Regions from separate parts of the Mus musculus genome. Here region 2 is linked to region 1. Evidence: chromatin contacts called from public HiChIP or PLAC-seq data. All regions are on one chromosome and are shown on one strand. Each heading gives the region's core, a stretch centred on a gene start, on an enhancer-like site or on the middle of the called end of the contact. The rest is flanking DNA. Distances are from core to core; before and after follow the strand shown.

The links. HiChIP or PLAC-seq counts read pairs in DNA pulled down with a chosen protein or histone mark.
Region 2: an H3K4me3 HiChIP or PLAC-seq map of bone marrow-derived macrophages shows a contact between it and region 1, with 5 times the contacts expected there. The contact joins the promoter of Hebp2 here to the promoter of Abracl in region 1. A contact is called at or near these places in 3 of 115 datasets of contacts at active chromatin or transcription factors (bone marrow-derived macrophages, embryonic forebrain and embryonic hindbrain).

What each region holds. Positions count from the first base shown.
Region 1 is chr10:18,020,365-18,025,581 of GRCm38.p6, forward strand. It overlaps Abracl (ABRA C-terminal like), which reads right to left and starts at 2,888. Exons shown (of 3, transcript NM_028440.1): 1 at 2,703-2,888.
Region 2 is chr10:18,543,702-18,548,918 of GRCm38.p6, forward strand. It overlaps Hebp2 (heme binding protein 2), which reads right to left and starts at 2,375. Exons shown (of 4, transcript NM_019487.3): 1 at 1,993-2,375; 2 at 1,377-1,512; 3 at 564-744. The coding sequence starts at 2,094.

The DNA.
Region 1 (5,217 bases), core at 1,638-4,137:
ACCACCACGTGCTCTGATTTGCATGACTATTATAATTGAAGGGGCGGCATTCTAGTAAAATGCAAAGTCTTCAATTAAATGCAGCTCTAACACTTACTAAAAATTATGCTGTCCAACTATATCGGGGACCTTTGTGTTGGTGAGAGCATAATTATGTAATTGCAAGGCACAGTTTAAAAGTGATACTAAAGAGCTAAGCTATCCCCAAGGCATACAGAACAGTGGTGGGAATAAGCCTGTCTGTCTCAGTGGTGGCCAGCTGCTGCCTGGTGGGGCCAGAACTGCTTTCCCACTCTGGCACCAGCAGCCTGAGTCTTGTTTGGGGACAGCACTTCCCTGTGCGTGTGGACCAAGCATGATCCTCAGCTCCAGCAGCGACCCAGAGTCAGCAGGACAAGTTAAAGACATCCCGATCCTAATTTGAATTAATTTATATAAACCGTTTTTAAGCGTTTTTAAAATTTATTTATTTGCGGTGGGGGCTTAAAATTTACTTATTTGGGGGTAGGGGTACACATATGGAGGTCTGAGAACAAGAGCTCTCATTCAAAACAGTTAAGTTCAGTCTCAAGATTTTGCTAAACTACTAGTAAATAACACCCTTTTCCACTGTTTCTAACATGAGCATTTCCAACCCTCATGTAAATGAGACCATATGGGAAAACCCATCTGGGAAATCCAGCAGAAAGAAAATCTAGGCATAAAAATGACTCAGCCTGTCCCCGATCCTGGAACTTCTGATTTTATGAACCAATGATATTTTCCCTGTTTATAACATGTAGTGCATGTAGTTTCTATTTCTTACATGATAAAGAATAGTGATCCAGTTAGCTTAACAACATTTTATTTAAAAGCAAATAACAAAACATAACTAGAATCATCGTAATATATTTATATACGTAGTCTACATGTTTGGTATTGTTCTATTGGTTAGGATGGACAGATATAACAGAAACGCAGATTGGGAGGCAGGGGGATGACTCAGTTGGTAAGACTCTTGCTTTATAAGCATGAGATTACCGCGTCTGAGCCCCAGAACCTACATACAAATGTGGGGTGTGGGAGATCCTATGACTGTAACCCCAGAAATTACACGCCAGGTTCCTTAGCCGAATTAATTCATAATTAATTTCTTTTACAAAAATCTTTTTTTACATGTATTTCTTTTGGGGAGGGTATGAATGTGAAGGTCAGACACAACTTGTGGGCTTTCCCATGTGGGTCACAGGGATTAAAATCTGGTCATGAGGCTTCGCAGTGAGTAAGTGCCTTTACCCTAATTCATGAAATTCTAAGAACACTACGAAGTACTTATTTCATTGCGAATGAAACAAGCTCACAACAGTTAATGCCACATAAGCCGTGTTCCCAGCACACCATCTTGCCAGGTCTTCCCGTTCTTTTACTGTTACACAAACGAATCTAATGCAATAGTGTATCCTTATGTGATATCATATACTGAGTGCTTACTAAGGCAGATCATTTACAAAGCAAGAACAGCCTCGCAGTCTGGACCCTTATGAATAGGAAAATAATAGGTTTGCTACTGCAAACCCAACTCAATAGGTTTTAGTCACTTAATATGGGAGGGGAAAAGAGAAGAAAATATTCACATTATACAATAGACCCAGGGCAGTCTAAAAGCCGGAGAGAAACCTCTCTTCGTTGAGAGATCAAGAACAATGAGAGGTCATAGCAAAGCAAACCTAAGAAAATGAGCCTGTCTGCGAGAGGCTGGGCCAGAAGACGGGCAGCGGCAGATGTCAGCCGGGCCTGTCTAACTGTCTCAGATTCTAATTAGGCTGTCTGAGTGGGTCTCACAAGGAGAGGGGCTTGGCACATGCTAGAAAGCTTCATCGATACACATTTGGAAAGGAATGTCAGGAGCCTTCTCTAGTTATGTTTTAAAACTCTAGAGGCAATAGGCCAAGGAAATAAAGCCTTCTAGAGTCGCCTGCTCGGGAACCGACAGCCAACTTTACACGCGAGCTAGGCGGTCTTCCAGCCTCCCTTCTATCACTAACAGCTGGCGCGGGTCAAAGGCTCACCTTCGTCCCTATTCGCTGGTTCCAGCTGACTCCATATTTGGTCATTCCTCCTACAAGTTTGAGGTCTTGCCAAATATGGATCCCCAAATCCTGAGGTCTGTGTGTACCACTCCCTCACTCCTGAACTGCATAGGGCTGCAGAGCCCGGGACCACAAGCGCTTCGTCCCTTTGTCTTCGCAACTCACCCTCCCTCGGTCCCCCACCGTCAGCGCACCCGAAGGCACAGCCCGGGAGCCCCACGAGTCCTACTTTCCCTTCCTCACCTGCCCTCCGCAGTGCAGAGAGCAATGTCATGACACCACTTCATTGCCCCGGGATCCCCCCCCCCAGTCTTTCCGCACCCCGTAACCTCACCCCCAGCCCCCCACCCAACCAAGCTGACGCCAAATGCAAAACCCACACGTTGCACCGCTGCAAACATCGATTGGGGCTGCCCCTCTCCTGGTCCGCCCCCGGCCGGCAAAACGTCACGTGAGCCCAGTGCGGAAGTGTGCTGGCCGAGTGGGGTTCCCGCCAGTGGGGTACAAAGGGCGCGTGTCCAAGGCCCCTCTAGCTGTACCGCGGCACCCCGAGGTCCTTACCCTCCACCCGGGGCTCAGACTTCCCAGACGTCGGGTCCAGCTTTCCCCCAGCGCCTTCCAGGACTAGCTCACCTCTCCGATTGCTTCCTTCTTCACGGAAGAGCTGCTGCTGCGTGGGTCTGAACCCTGTACTCGGCTTCCGCGCCCTGGGGAGGAACAGGCAGAAGAAGGAAGTGGCCCGGGCTAAGAGAAAGGCTGCAGTGGAGGAGGGAGGGGACAAGGAGAGGCGTAGGGGGCAAGTAAGACTAAGTGCTGTCTGGAAAGGGGCCGCCCATTCTCCCGGGACACGCCTAGGAGGAGGAAACCCGCGCCAACGCCAAAGCTGGAGGCAGGTTTCTAGGAATGCACACACAAAGTACCATCACCTCTCTCGTCCTACTCGTCAGGACCCACAGCCTAATGCATCTTCATTTCCTGACAGAGTATCTTACCCAACAAGAGAAAAAGCTCCCCCAGCGTGCTAAATTCTGAGATCTCCTAGGAAAACAGAGCCTCACGTGGGTTCTGTATGCAGAGCATTAGGCTCAAGACAAATAATAATAATAATAAAGTAAAAAAGACTCAATTTGCAAACACCTTCATTCTTCAAGGCCAGGTCTACCGATTTTGATTCTAGATCTTGAGACGGAATACATTTGTTTCGCTTCATTGTTTCCTACATTTCATTGACCATTCAAATCATTCAAATTCTTTTTATTTCCATCGTATGTACTTGCCCTACCCAGAGTTTTGAAAAAGAAACTCAACTTAAATTATTGTATAGGAATTGTAAATGTAATCATGAGGGAAATTTCTCTTCCCACCCCCAATTAATTACGAGTGTCCAAGTGTCCAAGTCATTGGTGACGTCCTCCGTGGAGGCAGGAAGATCTCTGTGAACTCCGGGTCAACCTAGTGAGTTTCAGCCCCCCCACCCCCCGCAGCCCCCACACACACTCACAAATGTGGCCTAGTCTTTGTCAACCTCATCAAACAGCAGCCACTCCACAACAATGGTGAAACTGATCATTTGGACCAATCAAATCTCCCTTGGAAATTGAAGGTGGTACAGGTAGAGAATGAGCCATCTGGGTGAGGCTGGAAAAGGCCAGGTCAGACAGAGGCCCAAAATGGACTTTCATTGAGCAAGAAAGTTGACTTTGTGCAGAAACCAGGAAGGGGGGGGGGGGTAGAGAATGGAGAGAGGTGGAGCGGGGGAGGGGCTAAGGAGGGAGAGGGGCAGGGTGGGAGAAGGGGAGGGGAGGGGGCAGAAGAGGGAGAAGGGAGAGAGAGAGAGAGAGAGAGAGAGAGAGAGAGGAGAGAAGAGAGAGGAGAGATTGGGAAGGTGGGTGGAGACTGGTGGAGGCCTTGGGGAAGTCCAAGGACAATCTGTGAGAAGCTAAAAATGTAATAGTCAGAAAGACCTGTTTTCAGGGGATGTGAGAGTAGCCAGGTCCCCTAAGCTGTGCAGGGTCCATGCTCTCCCCAAGCAGTGGCCTAGTTGCCCTACAGGATCAAGGTTTGCCATGTGAATGTGAACCTGAGTGGTTAGCTGTCCTGTAACTGTTGTCAAACTTACAAAATCTTCTAAGTAAGGACTGTAAGATCCTTCAAGGCCTCTTTTTTTCCTCTCAGAAGGGAGCTGAAAATTTATAGTTTATGTCTTTTAAAATGTGTTGGGAGCCGCGCCCACATTCGCCGTTACAAGATGGCGCTGACAGCTGTGTTCTAAGTGGTAAACAAATAATCTGCGCATGTGCCGAGGGTGGTTCTTCACTCCATGTGCTCTGCCTTCCCCGTGACGTCAACTCGGCCGATGGGCTGCAGCCAATCAGGGAGTGACACGTCCTAGGCGAAGGAGAATTCTCCTTAATAGGGACGGGGTTTCGTTTTCTCTCTCTCTTGCTTCTTGCACTCTGGCTCCTGAAGATGTAAGCAATAAAGCTTTGCCGCAGAAGATTCTGGTCTGTTGCGTCTTTCCTGGCCGGTCGTGAGAACGCGTCTAATAACAAAAATGTACATAATACAAAATTGTAGTGTTAAAACAAATACCATACTTAACAATTTCCCCAAGCAAGGTCTCACTGCAAGGCCACCCACACTCCAGTAGAGTCACTTCAGTTATAATGAGGCAATTTCCCCGGACTCTGTGAGCAAGGAAAAAATAAAATAGATGACTTGAACTTAGTAAGTAAAAATTGTTACACTGAAACCTATTACTCTCTGCTGGGCCATAGCCATCCGACCGTACATGTAAGCCCAGCGCTAAGTGGGTGGAAACAGGGGGATTAGAAAGCCAAGGACGGAGCATCTGCGGGAGACATCTTGGATCCCGGACTCCACCGAGACTACTCTGCACAGGTGAGAGTGTGGACTATAGAAGCTAACAGCTTCTGGGACAAGTGGGAACCACAGAGCTTCTGAGGCAGCCCCCTTTTCGGGCTCCAGACATCCGGGCACCTTCCCTGCCAGAGGATAGGTGTCCGCCCAGCCCGGGAGGGCTTTGCCTGAGCAACTTCAGGAGACATCTTGGATCCTGGACTCCTCCGAGACTACTCTGCACAGGTGAGAGTATGGACTACAGAAGCTAACAGCTTCTGGGACAGGT
Region 2 (5,217 bases), core at 1,125-3,624, 520 kb after region 1:
CCTCTGGAGGGTGGTTAGATCCTGGGGGGGACTGAGCCCTTAAGAAAGGAATTATCACCCTTACAAAAGAGGGTCAAATGTGCTTATATGAATCAGGAAATGGCCCCTAGCCAGTCACTAAAACTGTAAGTGCCTTGACCTTGAACCTAGCTTCTAGAAAGAACTACAAAAAGCAAACTTGTGTTTGTGGTAAGCCACAGAGTCTATAGTATTCGTTGTGCCTGCCCAAACAGACTAGGACAGACACCATATGCTGTTTTTTGAAGGCATTATTGTTCAGATCTATCTATTTTGTAGGAAAGGATAGTCCTATGTTTCAAGTGATACAATTTGTGCTATGTTTTATATGTGGAAGATATATAATAGACTTCTCAATAAATGGATTCTATCTTGCAATAGACTTCAGTGACATTTTAAAACCAAGACAGCAGGAAAACATCCTGAAATCTAGTAGACGGTTCTTATGGAAGGGTGAGATGCTTGTGGACTGGTGAATGCACACAGGTAAAACCAGCAGCCAGCAGGCCGGCAGGCAGCATGGCTGTGAATTATCTACCACTTACCGCACGAACACCGTCATTTCAGCTCTGTCTTCAATGAAGACATCTGACTCTGAAGGCCTGGGTGGATCGGGTTGCTGCTCAGAGGGGATGTACAGGGAAATCGTAATGGTAGACTCACTGAAAGGACTTGAGCCGGGCTCCACGTAGCTTGTCACGGGGGCTGTCAGCTTGATTTTCATCTCTACGTCATGGAAAAAATGAAAGCAATTTTAGCATATTATGGCTGATGTTTCTTGATTTCCTTTACATTACCACTATAAATATGTACCCTTGATATGTCTCATCTTTTTGTTTTTGTTTTTCTTTTATAAAGGGGTAGTGGTAGAATGACACATTACTCTACATTAAACAATTTTCTGTAGTGTTTTCTTGGGTTAATAAATTCTATATTTTTAAACATAAAGAAGAAATCACAGAAAACATGGGCCAATTATTTTTCTCTATATCTCAGAAATTGTGGTCCTAAGGCGAAGAGACTTGCAAAATTACACACACACACACACACAACTTGAGGCTCATGCCCTTGCATTTTCCTGTCCCTTGATATCACTATTAGAGGCATTTGGCACAGGAAAGGACTTCTCCCTAGGTAGAGTCCCATTTCATCTAGGAAAAAAAAAAAAAAATGAGGAAAGTATAGACCTTGACAAGCAGAACCCAGCAACACTCTACTGTAGCTACACTAAAGTTCTTGAAGCCAATCGTGAATAAAAACATTAGAGTTTCAGTCATCTGGTTATTCGTCTATTACAAAACAGAATTCTTCAGGAGACTAAAACTCAGTAATCGCAGCATCTCGGAGGCTACTTTTACCTTTCTCATTTTTGCCTTGAATGTAGCCATTCAATTTTGTGAAACCAGTCTGGATGGCTGAATCCCAGTCCAGGGACTCCACGCAAGTGCTGACCCACTTAGCCGGTCCGTAGTGCCGGATCTCATAACTTCCTGGCTAAAATGGTACAGAGAAAACTTAAGAGAAGTAACTCATGAACTCATGAACAAGCAGCAACTCATGAACGTCAGGAGGTGAGAGTCCCCAATACAGGAGAGCTGCAACCCTCTCCCCCCAAGGTCTAGCCTGAGGTTCCCGTTCTTTAGGACAAGCATGGACTCTCCTGAGGTTTCCCTACGGGTTGGAGAGCAGATACTGCCCTAAGGACAGATTACAAGCTTTTCTTAAATCGAAGCGCTGGGTCTGTGTAGTAGTAACCAGTTTCTCCCTACCCCACCCGCTCCGCGGACAGGAAGTGGATGTATGACTCTCTCCTGGGGTCAGCTAAACAACGCATCTCCTGGTTCGCGCAGATCTAAAATAGTATATATATATATATATATATATATATATATATTTTAACTTAACTCTAGGGGACTCTTCATATCACGGTAAAGTAGCCCAGATGAATCTTTGCGGGCCCTGGAAGACGCCTACCTGGGGGTCTATGTCCTCCGGAGCTTTCCAGCTCGGCATCTCCAAGGCCTGATCCTCTGAGCCCTCGGCCACCCCGAGGTCTGGCTCCGGCTCCTCTGCCATGAGTAAGGGCAGCTTGGGAGGGGCGCGCCCTGTTTGTGTTCACCGGCCACCCTGTTCTGAGTCCCCTCCCCACCGGCGCACGCTCGGCCCTGCAGCCCTTACTGCGGGTCCGTAGGACATTCTCGGTCTGAGCCACAAGGCGGCGTCGCGACCAACCTCAGGCTTGCGCCAGCCCTGGCCACACCCCTCTGCAGGGATAAGGTCAGGATCAGCTAGCTGATCAGACTGATCAGGATCGGCCGGCTGGCCCTGGGTCATCTAGGTCCTCTGCAGAGTCCCTCCCACCTAGCTGATGTTTTGCAGAACTGGATTGTGGGCAGTGGTGGGCGGAGGACTGAGCAGCTCCTAGCTCGGTTTCTGTGGAACCAGTCCGGGCACCCATTCAGGGAGCCTCTCCCTACATTGAAAACGCTGCCAGCGCCTCTGCAAAATCAGCTTCCTCCCCACCCTCACAAAAGAAAATCGCCTGCCCCAAGACTTCGCAGCGGAGCTCCAAGACCTCTAGCAGCTAGCACTCAGGACTCTGACTCCTGCTGCCCTTAGATCCTGGAGTCCAAATTGGGATCCGCAGACTGATTTATACTAGAAGGGCAGCCAGGGCCCACAGTTTTCAGGTTTGCTCAATGTGGAAAGTCAATGGAGACCCAGCATCTTTGGGGAGAGCAATGTGTGTGTGTGTGTGTGTGTGTGTGTGTGTGTGTGTGTGTGTGTGTGTGTGTGTTGTGTCTTGGGCTACTGAAACCATCTGAGTCCTCCAGTCAGCCCTGGAGGACGGGCCAGAGCACACACTAGTGCTCTTTAGATATTTTGGCTAGGCTTCATACTTTTTCCAAAAGATTTATTGAAATAAATTTATATATAATTCATCTCTTTTTTCTTTTAAAATGTTATACCGATATACAATTTATCTTGATCATATCCACCTGCCCCTCTCTCCCCTCAACTCCTGAAACCCCACTCTCCACCCCACCTCCACCCCATCACATCTTCCTTCCAAAATTCTTTGAGTATTTATTTAGCTCACTGGATTCAGCTAGTTCAACTCACATGCACTTAGGCTGGAGTCTATCACTGAGGCACTGAAAACCCATGCTCACACTCCTAAAAAGAAATGAGTCTCTAGGTCCCAGCAACCCGTTACTGATAAAGAATTCTCAGGAGTACTCCAGAGACATCCCTCCCCCATGCTGGAATTTTTTTCAGTTTTATTTTTAATTACATGTATATGTTTTAACATACCTCTACTATTTAATAAACCAGGCATTGTGGTGTACCCCTGTAATCCTAGAACTGTGAGTTTGGAAGCAGGAAACCCAGAAATTCTAAGTGACCCTTGACTACACACAAAAATTGAAGCCACTTGCCCCACCCCCACCCCCTCTTAGCTATATCCGAATGCCTCAAAAACAGAGAATCAGTAATAATAGTAAAGTGAACTACTTAATGGCTTTCAATTATATTTATGGAGTTTTGCAGCAATTACAATGCTAGCCCATCTTTTAATGATCTCCCCCCTCAGCCTTTAGCATGTTCTAAGCCCCTGTGCTAGTTAGTTCTGTTTTGTTTGCTTTTTTTTTTTTTTTTTTTTTTTTTTTGTCAGTTTGGCATAAATCCGGGTCATACGTGAAGAGGAAACTTCAACAGAGAACACACCTGCCTTCAACAGATTGGTTTGTAGGCAAGTCAATGGGGCATTCTCTCTGATGAATGATTAATGTGGACGGGCCCAGCAAACTGTGGGTGGTGCCACCTGGAACAACTGGTTCTGGGAAGTGTAGCTGGGGCTGGGCATGGTGGCATAGATGCTCTTAATGCCAGCACCACACTGGGGAGACGGTTAGCCAGATCTCTGTGAGTTGGAGGCCAGCCTGGTCTTTACAGTGAGTTCCAAGACAGCTAGGGTGGTGTAGAGAGACCCTGTCTTGAAAGAAAAGCAAAAAGAAAGGTAGCTGAAGGTGAGTCTGGGAACAGGCAGCACTCTTCCCTGCGTGGTCTCTGCTTCAGTTCTTGCCCACAGTTTGCTGATATCACTCAGTGATAGACTGTGGTATGGAAATGTAAGCCAAATAAACACTTTCTTCCCCGAGTCACTTTTGGATAGTGTTTTATGGCAGCATCAGAAAGCAAACTGGGGCACACCCAACTCCTAGAGCCATGCTCCAAGAAACTAGTAACTTGAACTTATCTTTGTGGTTTGATTGGAAACCAAAAACAAAATAAAGCAGAGGGGCCTACCCACCCTGCACCTCCCATCCTGCTGATTGACCACGGGTCATCTCTAGAAAATGTCAAAGAGCCAGGATGGTGTAAAAGTGTCCCAGATTTACTGAGTCCACGCCTAGCGCTCAGACACTTCATATAGAAGAACCACACTGTGGGATGCTCTGTGTGACTAACTGCCTTTGCTTAAAGTATCTTCAGGGTTCATGCATGTCATACACATTTTTTAATGGTCAAATAAGGATTTTTATAAGCAGTTTGTTTATCAATGTATGATGATTTGTATTGTTTCAACTTGGACTATTGTCAGCTTTTGTGTAGGGAAGGGTGGAGGAAGGAGGGGGGGGGGAGAGGGAGAGGATACAAATTGTATACAGGTTCTTGTGAACTGCTAAGTTGTTCTTGAACCATTTGATACTCTATTTACCTGCATCCTCTCCAGTTTTCCTGTAAGTATTTTGTGTATATACAACTTGCTTTGTAGATGTGATTTCTATTCTTGGAATTCACTGTTTTACAGTGTTTAATTCAGCGATGTTTAACAAATTCACTCAGTTGTAAACCCAGCACCACTATCAAATCCCAGAATATTCTATCACTGAAAAAAAGAGATCCTATGAAGTTGAACGGTCCCTCTCATCTGTGACCCTGTCCTCTTCCTCATCCCTGCCATCCACTGAGTTACTTTCTACATCTGTAGATTTGCCTCACTGAGCATTTTGAATCAATAGAATCAGATAGTGTATGATTACATAATCATCGGTATGATTATATAGACTGGCTTCTTTCACTTACTGAGAGAACTAGCATTTTCAAGCTCGATCTGTGCTATGGCATGGACCAGTCCTCTGTTCTAGCTCACCGCTGGAAATTAACCCATTTTTTGGACCTGGTAATTTAAGC